Linked DNA regions of Zea mays: region 2 is linked to region 1. A link is a contact called in public Hi-C data. All regions are on one chromosome and are shown on one strand. The core of a region is the stretch at or near the end of the contact, and the rest is flanking DNA. Distances in the headings are between cores, read along the strand shown.

Evidence for each region. Hi-C and Micro-C count contacts between places; a contact is called where the count stands out from the background.
Region 2: a Hi-C map of ear shows a contact between it and region 1, with 6 times the contacts expected there. The contact joins the promoter of LOC100281974 here to the promoter of LOC100276294 in region 1. A contact is called at or near these places in 4 of 25 Hi-C or Micro-C datasets (ear, endosperm, leaf and 1 more) and 1 of 3 datasets of contacts at active chromatin or transcription factors (leaf).

What each region holds. Positions count from the first base shown.
Region 1 is chr8:18,251,484-18,256,716 of Zm-B73-REFERENCE-NAM-5.0, reverse strand. It overlaps LOC100276294 (Zinc finger CCCH domain-containing protein 1), which reads left to right and starts at 3,124. Exons shown (of 2, transcript NM_001150118.2): 1 at 3,124-3,800; 2 at 3,891-4,410. The coding sequence starts at 3,299. The coding sequence ends at 4,162.
Region 2 is chr8:18,451,087-18,456,319 of Zm-B73-REFERENCE-NAM-5.0, reverse strand. It overlaps LOC100281974, which reads right to left and starts at 3,004. Exons shown (of 7, transcript NM_001154891.1): 1 at 2,882-3,004; 2 at 2,396-2,470; 3 at 1,291-1,467; 4 at 1,069-1,168; 5 at 906-972. The coding sequence starts at 2,464.

The sequences.
Region 1 (5,233 bases), core at 1,875-4,374:
ATGGCGACGAGGTGTCGGTCTCGTAGTAGACCACCTTCCTCATCTTCTTCTTCTTGTCACCGCTCCGACGCGACTTGTGTGAAGGGGATTCCTTTTCCTTCCCCTTCCCTTTGTTGTAGGACTCTCCCGATGGAGCCTTCCCGTGGCTTGTAGCGGGCTTCTCGCCGGTCGCCATATCTTCTTGGTGTGATCTCCCGACATCACTTCGAGCGGTTATGCTCTAATGAAGCATCGGGCTTTGATACCAATTGAAAGTCGCCTAGAGGGGGGTGAATAGGGCGAATCTGAAATTTACAAACTTAATCACAACTACAAGCCGGGTTAGCGTTTGAAATATAAACGAGTCCGAGAGAGGGTGTAAAAAACAAATCGCAAGCGAATAAGAAGTGAGACACAAGTATTTGTTTTACCGAGGTTCGGTTCTCGCAAACCTACTCCCCGTTGAGGTGGTCACAAAGACCGGGTCTCTTTCAACCCTTTCCCTCTCTCAAACGGTCCCTCGGACCGAGTGAGCTTCTCTTCTCAATCAAACGGGAACAAACTTCCCCGCAAGGACCATCACACAATTGGTGTCTCTTGCCTTGGTTACAATTGAGTTGTTCGCAAGAAAGAATGAAAGAAGGAAGCAATCCAAGCGCAAGAGCTCAAAAGAACACAACAAATCTCTCTCACTAATCACTAATACTTTGTGTGGAATTGGGAGAGGATTTGATCTATTTGGTGTGTCTAGTATTGAATGATATAGCTCTTGTAAGGTGTAGAAGTATGAAAACTTGGATGACTTGAATGTGGGGTGGTTGGGGGTATTTATAGCCCCAATCACCAAACTAGCCGTTTGGTGAAGGCTTCTGTCGCATGGCGCACCGGACAGTCCGGTGCGCCAGCCACGTCACCCGGCCGCTGGGTTCCGACCGTTGGAGCTCTGACTTATGGGCCCGCCTGGCTGTCCGGTGGCGCACGCGACAAGTCCTGTAGACTGTCCGGTGTGCCACCCGCGCGTGCTCTGTCCTCTGCGCGCGCTGGCGCGCATTTAATGCGTTGCAGTCGACCGTTGCGCGCGAAGTAGCCGTTGCTCCGCTGGCTCACCGGACAGTCCGGTGAATTTTAGTGGAGCGGATTCCCGAAGCTGGCGAGTTCAGAGTCGCTCTCCCCTGGGGCACTGGACACTGTCTGGTGGTGCACCGGACAGTCTGGTGAATTATAGCGGAGCGCCTCTGGAAATTCCCGAAGGTGAGGAGTTCGGCTTGAAGTCCCCTGGTGCACCGGACACTGTCCGGTGCGCCAGACCAGGGCACACTTCGGTTATCCCTTGCTCTTTTTGTTGAACCCTTTTCTTGGTCTTTTTATTGCCTTTTTGAACCTTTGGCACCTGTAGAACTTATAGACTAGAGCAAACTAGTTAGTACAATTATTTGTGTTGGGCAATTCAACCACCAAAATCAATTAGGAAATAGGTGTAAGCCTAATTCCCTTTCACTATTCACTATCCTCTGCACCAGCCAACAGCACACTAAGTGCTTTTACCTCCGTTATTTCTCTGTTTGACTTCAACTTTTGGGAGGATTTTTCTTGAGACTTAAACAAACACATTTAGAGTATAATCCAATTGACTTGGTCCTAGAAACTTACCTCTTTCTTGTTCTTCTCCTAGCTTTTCTGTTTCTCCTCAAGGAGAGCTCAGAATGGCACTTTCTCTACAGAAAGAGTTAGAGAGCAAACCAAAGCACCAAACTTGTAGTAAAAGGTGTATGCAACATGGTTAAACACTCAAACCTTACATACTAAACCTTTTTCATCGTTTTACCCAATTTGGCATGTTTGAGGTCGATGTTGGACTCTAAACCATCAAATCAACTTGACTTGATCTAGATTGACATATCTGAGCTCCAACCCCCTTGTTCACTTCTCGAGCTTAATCTTGAGCCTTATGACTTACACCACATAACTGTAGATGTTACCTCAAAGGTTGTAAGTCATGTCCTTATGTAGTGATCCTTGATGCACCATAACTCTTTTTAACTCGATCAACCTTGACTTTGCAAGTCTTCTTCTTCACCCCTGGCTTTGGGTTCCTGGTCTCCTTGACCTTCTTCCGTGCACTCGGTACCTTGAAGCTCTTCTTGCCTCCATCCTTGGCTTGATCGGTTGTCTCTGAGTTACGCACACCGAGTCTCGCTTAAGCAATGTCCATCTTACTTGGTATGTTCATTATCTATAGATAATCCAGTCTTTGGACCATCACACTTGTTCACTTGTGTTGAACCCTATTATTTGCATTAAGCACCTGTTCAATACTTAGCACACTTGTTAGTCCTTTAATTGGGTTGTCATCCAAACACCAAAACCCACAAGAGAGCTTTCACATTGCAACCAAATGCACCCTAAATGGACCTAAATGGGCACCTGACTCATAAGCTAGAATCGGGCTGAGTTCATATCCACTGTTGCTCCCATAGTGTGCAGCGGGTATAGCCAGGTAGACCTGATCATGGATCACTCGATCCGACCAAACCAGACCCGGCCCGACACACCCAACCAATACAACGAGCGTATATGTGCCATAATTTTTGATCCGCAATAATTCACGGCCCGGATACTGGCCATGTTTTTTGACCCCAAAATCCGGCCCAAAGCTAAAAAAACTCCGACCTAGTCCAAAAAAATCTCACCCAACACATCAAATAGATAGACGCGGATCAATTCGACCCGACCTTATACTAGACACGGATCTGAGTATGAGCCATCCGAACCTACCCAAGTCTACAGCCAGGTAGGGCAAGCAGACCAAGTTACTGTACCCAAGTGCCCAACGACCACGCAGGGCCCATCTACCGCTTGGTTAAGCTCTGGGCCGGCAGAAGCCCAGGGCCAGCGGCTCGCCGTCGCCGACGTCCCAACGCAAAAACCGGCAGCACACCCCACCTTCCCCACTCCTCCCACACGTCGAGCACGAAAGCACGGAAACTGACGAGGCGTTTCCGTTTCCGGCATTCCTCGCACCACGTGCAATCGAGCCGGAACGAACCCCAAACAGTCCCAAATGCTCGATCCGGCGGATCGATCGCGTCCAATCTGGAGCCCGCCAGCGGATAATCCGGGCCTTGTGACCCGATCCCGACTGGCACGGGAAGCGTCGGCCCCCAAATCATCACTGCCTGCATCGTCTCGGCACGGCATCCCGGGCCGCCGCCTCCTCGTGTCTCGGCATAAATCTGCGGCCTCCATCCGTCCGGCGGCTGCTCCGATCACAGTACCAGCGCTAGGCCTAGGGTTTGGTGGTCTCAAGCGGACCGAGAACATGGAAAGGGAGCGCAACGCCGCCACCGCTGGTGCTGGCCGCTGGGAGGCGCCGGACGGGGTGATCGTGCTGCCCGTGGGGTCGGCGGCGCCGCAGCAGGGCCGCCAAAAGGAGCACCAGTACCAGCAGAGAAAGCGTGAGATGGAGCGGGAGCGGGAGCAGCAGGACCCGGGGGCGAGGGAGGGGGTTTTGGGGCTGGACCCGCAGCCGCCAGAGAAGGTGTACTACAAGACGAGGCTGTGCGAGAAGTTCGAGGCGGGCAAGTGCGCGTACGAGGGTGGGTGCACCTTCGCGCACGGCTCCGAGGAGTTGCGGCCGCCGCTGCCGCTGCCCCTGCTGACCTCGCTCGTCCGACGGAAGTCGCCGCTGCCGTCGTCGTCGCCAGGTGCCGCTGCCAGCAGCCCCCACGGTGGGTACTGCGTTAGGGTGTGCTTCGAGTTCAGGGACACGGGGGCCTGCCACCGTGGGGATAGGTGCGCCTTCGTCCACGCTTCCACGACAGGTACGAGCTTGTGCGCTCCACCTCCCTATACGTGTGCATGGCGGCCGGATGTTAATCTACCTCGTTCGTCGTCCCTGTGTTCTAGCGCAGAGATGCCCTTTCCTGGGGGGCCAAGGTCTATGGAGTATGCTCTGAGGAATTCGTCGTCGTATGCAAAGGCGTACTCGCCGGGGTCCACGGCCGCCGCGTACCGTAACAGCAGCAGCACCAGCACCAGCAACTATGCACCGGCTACCACAAGGGCGTTCCAATCCGTTTCTGCCGACGCGGCCGGAGAGGGCGGTTGCAAGGCCACCCGTCTGGAGCTCCTTGGTCGCAAGAAGATGAACGACATCTACGGCGACTGGCCGGAACAGGACTGAGAGCGCGTACCATGCATCACCTGCTCGATCGAAGCTACCATGTCTACCTTCCTGCCTTTGATCACCGTGATCGACAACATCCAGAATAATGAACTGAACAATCTGATGTTTCGATTTGAACTTATTTGAACATATTGTGCTTGTTCTTTGTTTCCTGCTGAATCCCTGCCTGTAATCCGTCTGATCAGACCTCTGCATTCCTGCCACCATTTCTACTTTCAATAATTTGAAGTGCTGTGCTGTTGCTTTCACTCCGAGCTATCTGTCGTCCTCTGTTGCCTTTGGGCCAAATGGTTCCATGGTTTCGACACGACCCATTGGGCTCCCACATCATTTCTTGTTGCGTGTGTGTGTGATGTTGTGCCAGTCAGAGGGGGGAGGACCGGGAGAGGAACAGAGAGTTGTGGGTCTGTGCATTTGCAGGGCGGTAGAATTGGATTCCAAGGACAAGGGGCAGAGGGTAGTGTTTGTTAGTTGTTACAACATGTCTAGCGTCTCCGCCACCCTGCACTTCGGCTTCTTCCCACAAGTAAGTTTTTCTTGCCTCGATTTGGATCTACACAACTGTTATTTCAGAAACCAGTTAGGGTGGGCTTATTGATTTATTGATCAAGTTATGTTAAAAAGTTGCTCTATAAATTTGAGAACCTTGTAACTGTCTAATGAATCATTAGAGTTTAAATTTAAGTTGGTCATGGAAATGGAATCTGGAATATTAAAATAATTTCTGAGTTGATTTCTGTTTGAGTGCATAATTTCTGTTTTTTTTCCTTTTTGCTAACTGTACTCTGTACAGGCGATGGGGAAATGAGTCAGTATTTTGCATACTTGAAGCCAGGAGATGATGTTGAAGTCAAATGGTATTATGACATGAAATTTTATTGGTTTTCTACATATGCTGTTTTGTCACTCATGCATTTTTTTTATAGGCCCATTGTAAAGCTCGGATACAGCCCAAACATGAAAAAAAAATCGGATGGTAACATAGACTCAACTTGACGTAGTCCTTGACCTTTTGAATTCATCCCTGCAAGGATAATGATGGATGGTTTGTTCTTGTATTTGATTAAA
Region 2 (5,233 bases), core at 1,755-4,254, 200 kb before region 1:
ATCCTTGCATGGACGGTGGGCCCTGACCAACAAAGGTTCAACTACTTCTATTTTGTCAATAATGTCAAACATGTCGCACTGCAATGATTGGTACGTGGGCCCACACCATTGAGTACAACGTAATTGGTAGATGGTGTAGCAACTTATACTTTACAATATCTTCAGGTATGCCTGCCACCGCAGGCCAACGATAGTTGCGCCTGCACGTCTTGCATAGTGGCGTTGGCTTGCCTGCGCCACGAGCTTGGCTGCACTGATGCCCTTTGAACGCAACATCGCCCATCACATTAAATGTGATAGACAAGAGTCTTATTTTAATTGTCAAGCACCGCGTGGCCGGCCAGGTCAGAGTCGCACGTGGCACCGGGTCTGTCGTTTCTGGAGTCGTACTGCCCGAGGCCTTCCTGTCCCGAGGGCGTCTTGGAGAGCTAGGGGCACCAGTGTTAGGGCCCCCGCCGCCCAGTCCTGCAAGGCTCTAGGACCTACCGCTTCGAGGGCTTGTCCTTAGAGTTACGGGCCCCGATGATGCCAAACTGGCACTTGCCGCTACGGGTCTCCCTTCTTTTGGTGGAATTCCTTGGAGGGCATTTTTTGCCAGTATCCGAGAATATGCCTTATCCCAAACGCTGACATCCCTGTTTAGGAAGCTTCTCTCAAAATTTCTAGAAGCCATTTATCTCTCTCCTAAAATTGGACTGGAAGCCAATGAAGCTAGAAAAACGATCTTCAGGGCTCTAGCTCCTCTGGGTAAAGAAGTTAAGGCAGGGAGAAGCCCTCCAAAACAGGCCCTCTTCCTTTACCAACACTAAGATAATTCATCCCAAACCAGTTCTCTTACCCTTTGGAGACACAAGCTGTTACTACGGAATATCTAACAACACATAATATTATATGAAGATACTTACCTGTATGCTTTAACACTCTCTTTGAGCTTTAGATCTGAAAGAATATCTCTAGCACTGATGGGGACACCTGCAGCAGACAAGATTTGCCTTCAAAATTTGAGGAGCAAACTGATTGCTGATTATCAATTGCATTTGAAACAATGCACACTTATAGACAAATTACCATATTGCTGGAGGACCTTCACTGCTAATGCACTGAAACCACACCTAGGAGCATCAGGATAACCTTTCATATAGATGACAACAGGGTGCTCCTTCACATCCTGCCAAGGTGTTTATTGTGGAAAACTAAGCTTCAGATTTTGACTGATTATGTACTTGTGTCAAACTTAAATGCTTTAATAAGAATTGTTCTGAAAGATTATTAATAAAGCAAAATGTATACCTGAGCAACAATGTCACTGAAAGACATATCTGAACTTTTACTTGTTGGCTGAAAATCTTGATGGGTGTCGTGATCAGCAGCTACTCGTGTTGTCACTGAGTCCCCATTTGCATTAGGAGTGCCACTAAGACCTGATGAATAGTTCATAAACTGCTGGATAGCTGGTCGTGACACAGCCTGCGCAAAAAAAGATACATGATACAGGATAAAAATTAGGAGGTAGACACAAACAGAAAAAAATACAGCATACACCACAGTATGCTCAATCTTAAAGTGCGCAAAGTGATAAAGTGATAAACTCATGCACCATGTGTCACACTCACATTCAGGCAAGATAGAAAAAACTTACTCCTTACAAGTTACCTGATGATTCATTATCAGCTAGGGCACAGGTGGCTTAACACATATACTAGAGTTCCCTCATGATTTATATATGCAGCATACATAGAACATGAAGTGGTTGGGTGATTTTTTATCAGCTAGAGGCTAGGGCACTGAAGCAGCTTAACACTTATACTAAGTCGCACCGGATACAAGTTATGTGCAGCAAACAAAGCAAATAGAATGGGTCGATTTTTTTTAAATACAGGTGTAGAAAACTAGAAAGATGCTGCCAGGGATGATATTTACTAGCCCAAAAGCAACTTAGAAGTTAGCATAGTGACAACAGATTACATCTAATGCCAAACAAAAAAAAAGGTTGTGGTCACATACCATCAGTATTCTCATTAGACGGGAACATAGGATGCATTTATCTAAATATATTATTGGACACTGGAAACTGACTGCATGAATCAGGTGTGCTACAGTTCCAGAAACTACAGATATACAGTTGCTCAATTGCCCATTAGAATCTCAGAATAGAGATGACTGTACAGAAATCATGTGAATCCAATTCCAAACCCTGACACAGTGCGCAAAACTCATGTGAATCCAATTCCATACCCCTGATGCACTGTAGTGGGCCAGAAGGAAATAGGTGCGAAATTAGGATCAGCACAACTCCGCCAAACAATCTCATCATGTCATTAGCATTTAGCGATAATCAACAATGACATAAAACCGTTAATTTCACGGAATGGCGGAATGGGTACAAGAGCCTTACAGCTGATGTCGATGCACGGGACGATCTCATAAGTCCCCTCACGAGGGCGGTGGAGAGTGATCTTGCCATGGTACCCTGCAGCGGAAATATACAGCAACAAACACCGCGATTAAGCAAGTGATCCAGCAATCGAACTGAAAATTCAACCAATAAACCCCATTCAGAAATAACAAAACTCGCGCTGCACGGAGGTAAGAACAGAACAAATTGTGCAGGCAGCTAGCCCCAAACCCTAGAGAATGTCTGGTCAGTCTAAACTCAGAAGAGTTCTTCTCTTTTTAAGTGTGGGAGAGTTATTGACAGATAATTTTGTTCACGTCCATCGATAAGGAACCCCCACCCCCACACACTGGTGATGGCGCGGATTATCCCGCCGCCAGACGACTCGACGATACAAGTTGAGGAGGAGGTCGTGTCGTGGTCAGCTGCGAGGAGGAGACACGGGTGCAGTGCACCAAAGAGGTGCGGGACTAGGAGGAAACTAACCGAGACGAGATCGACAACGAGGAAGAGTGGGAGGGGAGGAGGCGCCGCCGCGGACGGGAAACGGCGGCGAGCGGCGGAGGTCGAAGGAGAAGGGGAGTCGGCGAGAACCTGCAGCTGCAACGGAGGAGGCTAATCGGGCCTGTCATTCTACTCTGTAGCGGGCTTAGCATGGCACGGCCCAGTGTAGCCTTTCATCTCTACTCTTTAGAGGGGATGTGGTACAGAAGCCCAATTTGTTGAATCCGGAGATGGCCAGTTTGCTTGTGGAAGAGAATCCGCGGACGGCCCAACTCGGTGATGAGAAATAATCCGACCACTAATGACTGTTTTAGGAGCCACAAAACTAGAGGTGTAAGAGAGGCTAAAACCTTTTTCTTATTAAAAAATTAGATAAAAAAGGATTTTAGACCCTTCAATCTCATTCGGGTTTTCTCTTTCCTAAATTAGTTCTAAGGTAGTGTTTGGTTCCGGGGTATGATAGGATGGAACTGCTCCACTCCTATTTTATAGTTGTTTGAAGTGATTTTATATAGGACAAAGTGGCTCTAAAAAGAAAAATTATGTTAAAATATTGAACCATACCCCTAATCTCCCAAACCGAATTGTTCTCTGGGATGGAGCGGCTCTATCTCAACTGGCTCCATAACCAAAGCACTGCCTGAGGACCGTTTGTTTACCTTAATTCAGTTTAAATAAGTTAAGAGACAAACAAACAACACAATTAATTCAGTTTAAATAAATCAATAGATAAACAAACAACACAAATTATTAGGTGAATTATATAATCTAGATACCTAGATTATGATAATCCACAAGGCTATCTCCAACAGCTTATTCATCCCTGTACCTATATTGAAACTACACCCTACGAATATTGCAGTCTACAGTACAAAAACAATGTTTTAGATAACCATATGGGTGAATTGTTGAACACTGTCTAAGAAGGTCATTAGGTTCGTGTATAATCTATAAGCTAGATTATATAATCCTAGAAGGAAAACATGGCCTAAGTGTTTAAACACAACTGAGCTGTGGATACATTTTAGTTGCTCACCTTTCAATACTTCGCTACCGAATTATTGGACTATATATTAATAGTCTCACTACTATATGCATATATACTAGTTATATACCATGCATTGCTACGGTTTCTATTTATACTTGAGAATACGCGTGTGTCATGTTGGCTAGATAGGTATGAATATGGGTTTAGAACTAATAATTATAGTTTGAATCCCACTTATACATAATTTTTCCTTTTTACAATTTAAATGTGACAGACACGAAGAGATTCAGAATCCCTCAATTGATTTGGAATTTTACAAATATCGCCAACTTGATTTGTGTATATCTGATGTAATGTCGAGGTACATATTTTATGTTAAGAGCATCCTCAACGTTCTTTCGTAAATCATAATGATATACATTATTTTACTTCTAGTTACCAAACTTTGGATACGCTCATAAATTGCAAACTTTAAACATATATAACCTTTTATTTCTAGCAATCTGAATGTGTTTCCCTCCCCTAGTTCCTCGACAACCGTGGAACCTTAGGATTCAGATGCATTGAGATGCAAGAACATAGAAACTGGACTTAACAGGTCTGGAGCTTGTGCTTTCGTAAGTTACTCTAGAAGTCAAATGTCGCTATCTATGAAGTGCACTGATCTCTTTATCTCCTTTGCATGTAGGTCGACACATACGACCTCTATGTCATTGTGCACATGACGCTACACGGGTCAGGCATGAGCGTCGAGAAGGTGCCCAAGATTGGTGGAGGCTACAATTATCAGCCTAAGCAACTGTTTAAAAGGTGCATTGTGGTCTCTTTCTTTTTGACTTGTCAGTCGTGCATGTGTGCTATTAGTGTGAAGCAATAGGTCCATCCCAAATGTTGTTGGATCACAGGTACTGGAATGTTGATATGTGGCAGAAGCTCTTCTCAAACGACAGTGACGTGGCCACGCTCCAGAGCCTCCGGAGCGTCTTTTTGGGATACATGTGTAGCAACCAGGAGCTAACGACAAGTTGAACGAGCTGTTGGCGAAGCAGAAGGCCTCCTACACCGTTGCCATGAGCTGTGACAGCCCAAACGTCTAGCTCCCCGTTCGTTCCCGAGCACCAATAGTGTCGTGACCCCCATGTAACTCTAGGCTCCAGTCGACCAACAATATGCAGAAATACCAAATATGCAAAAATACAAAAGACATAAACATAAACCAAACATGTATTAAACAAAAGTCATTCTTCTTTCGGTGATGCTCAACGACACCTTTCTAACATTACAAAGGTGGTTGTTGGCTTCCTAGGACCCCAACAGCAGACCATAACTCTCAATTCTGATTCATC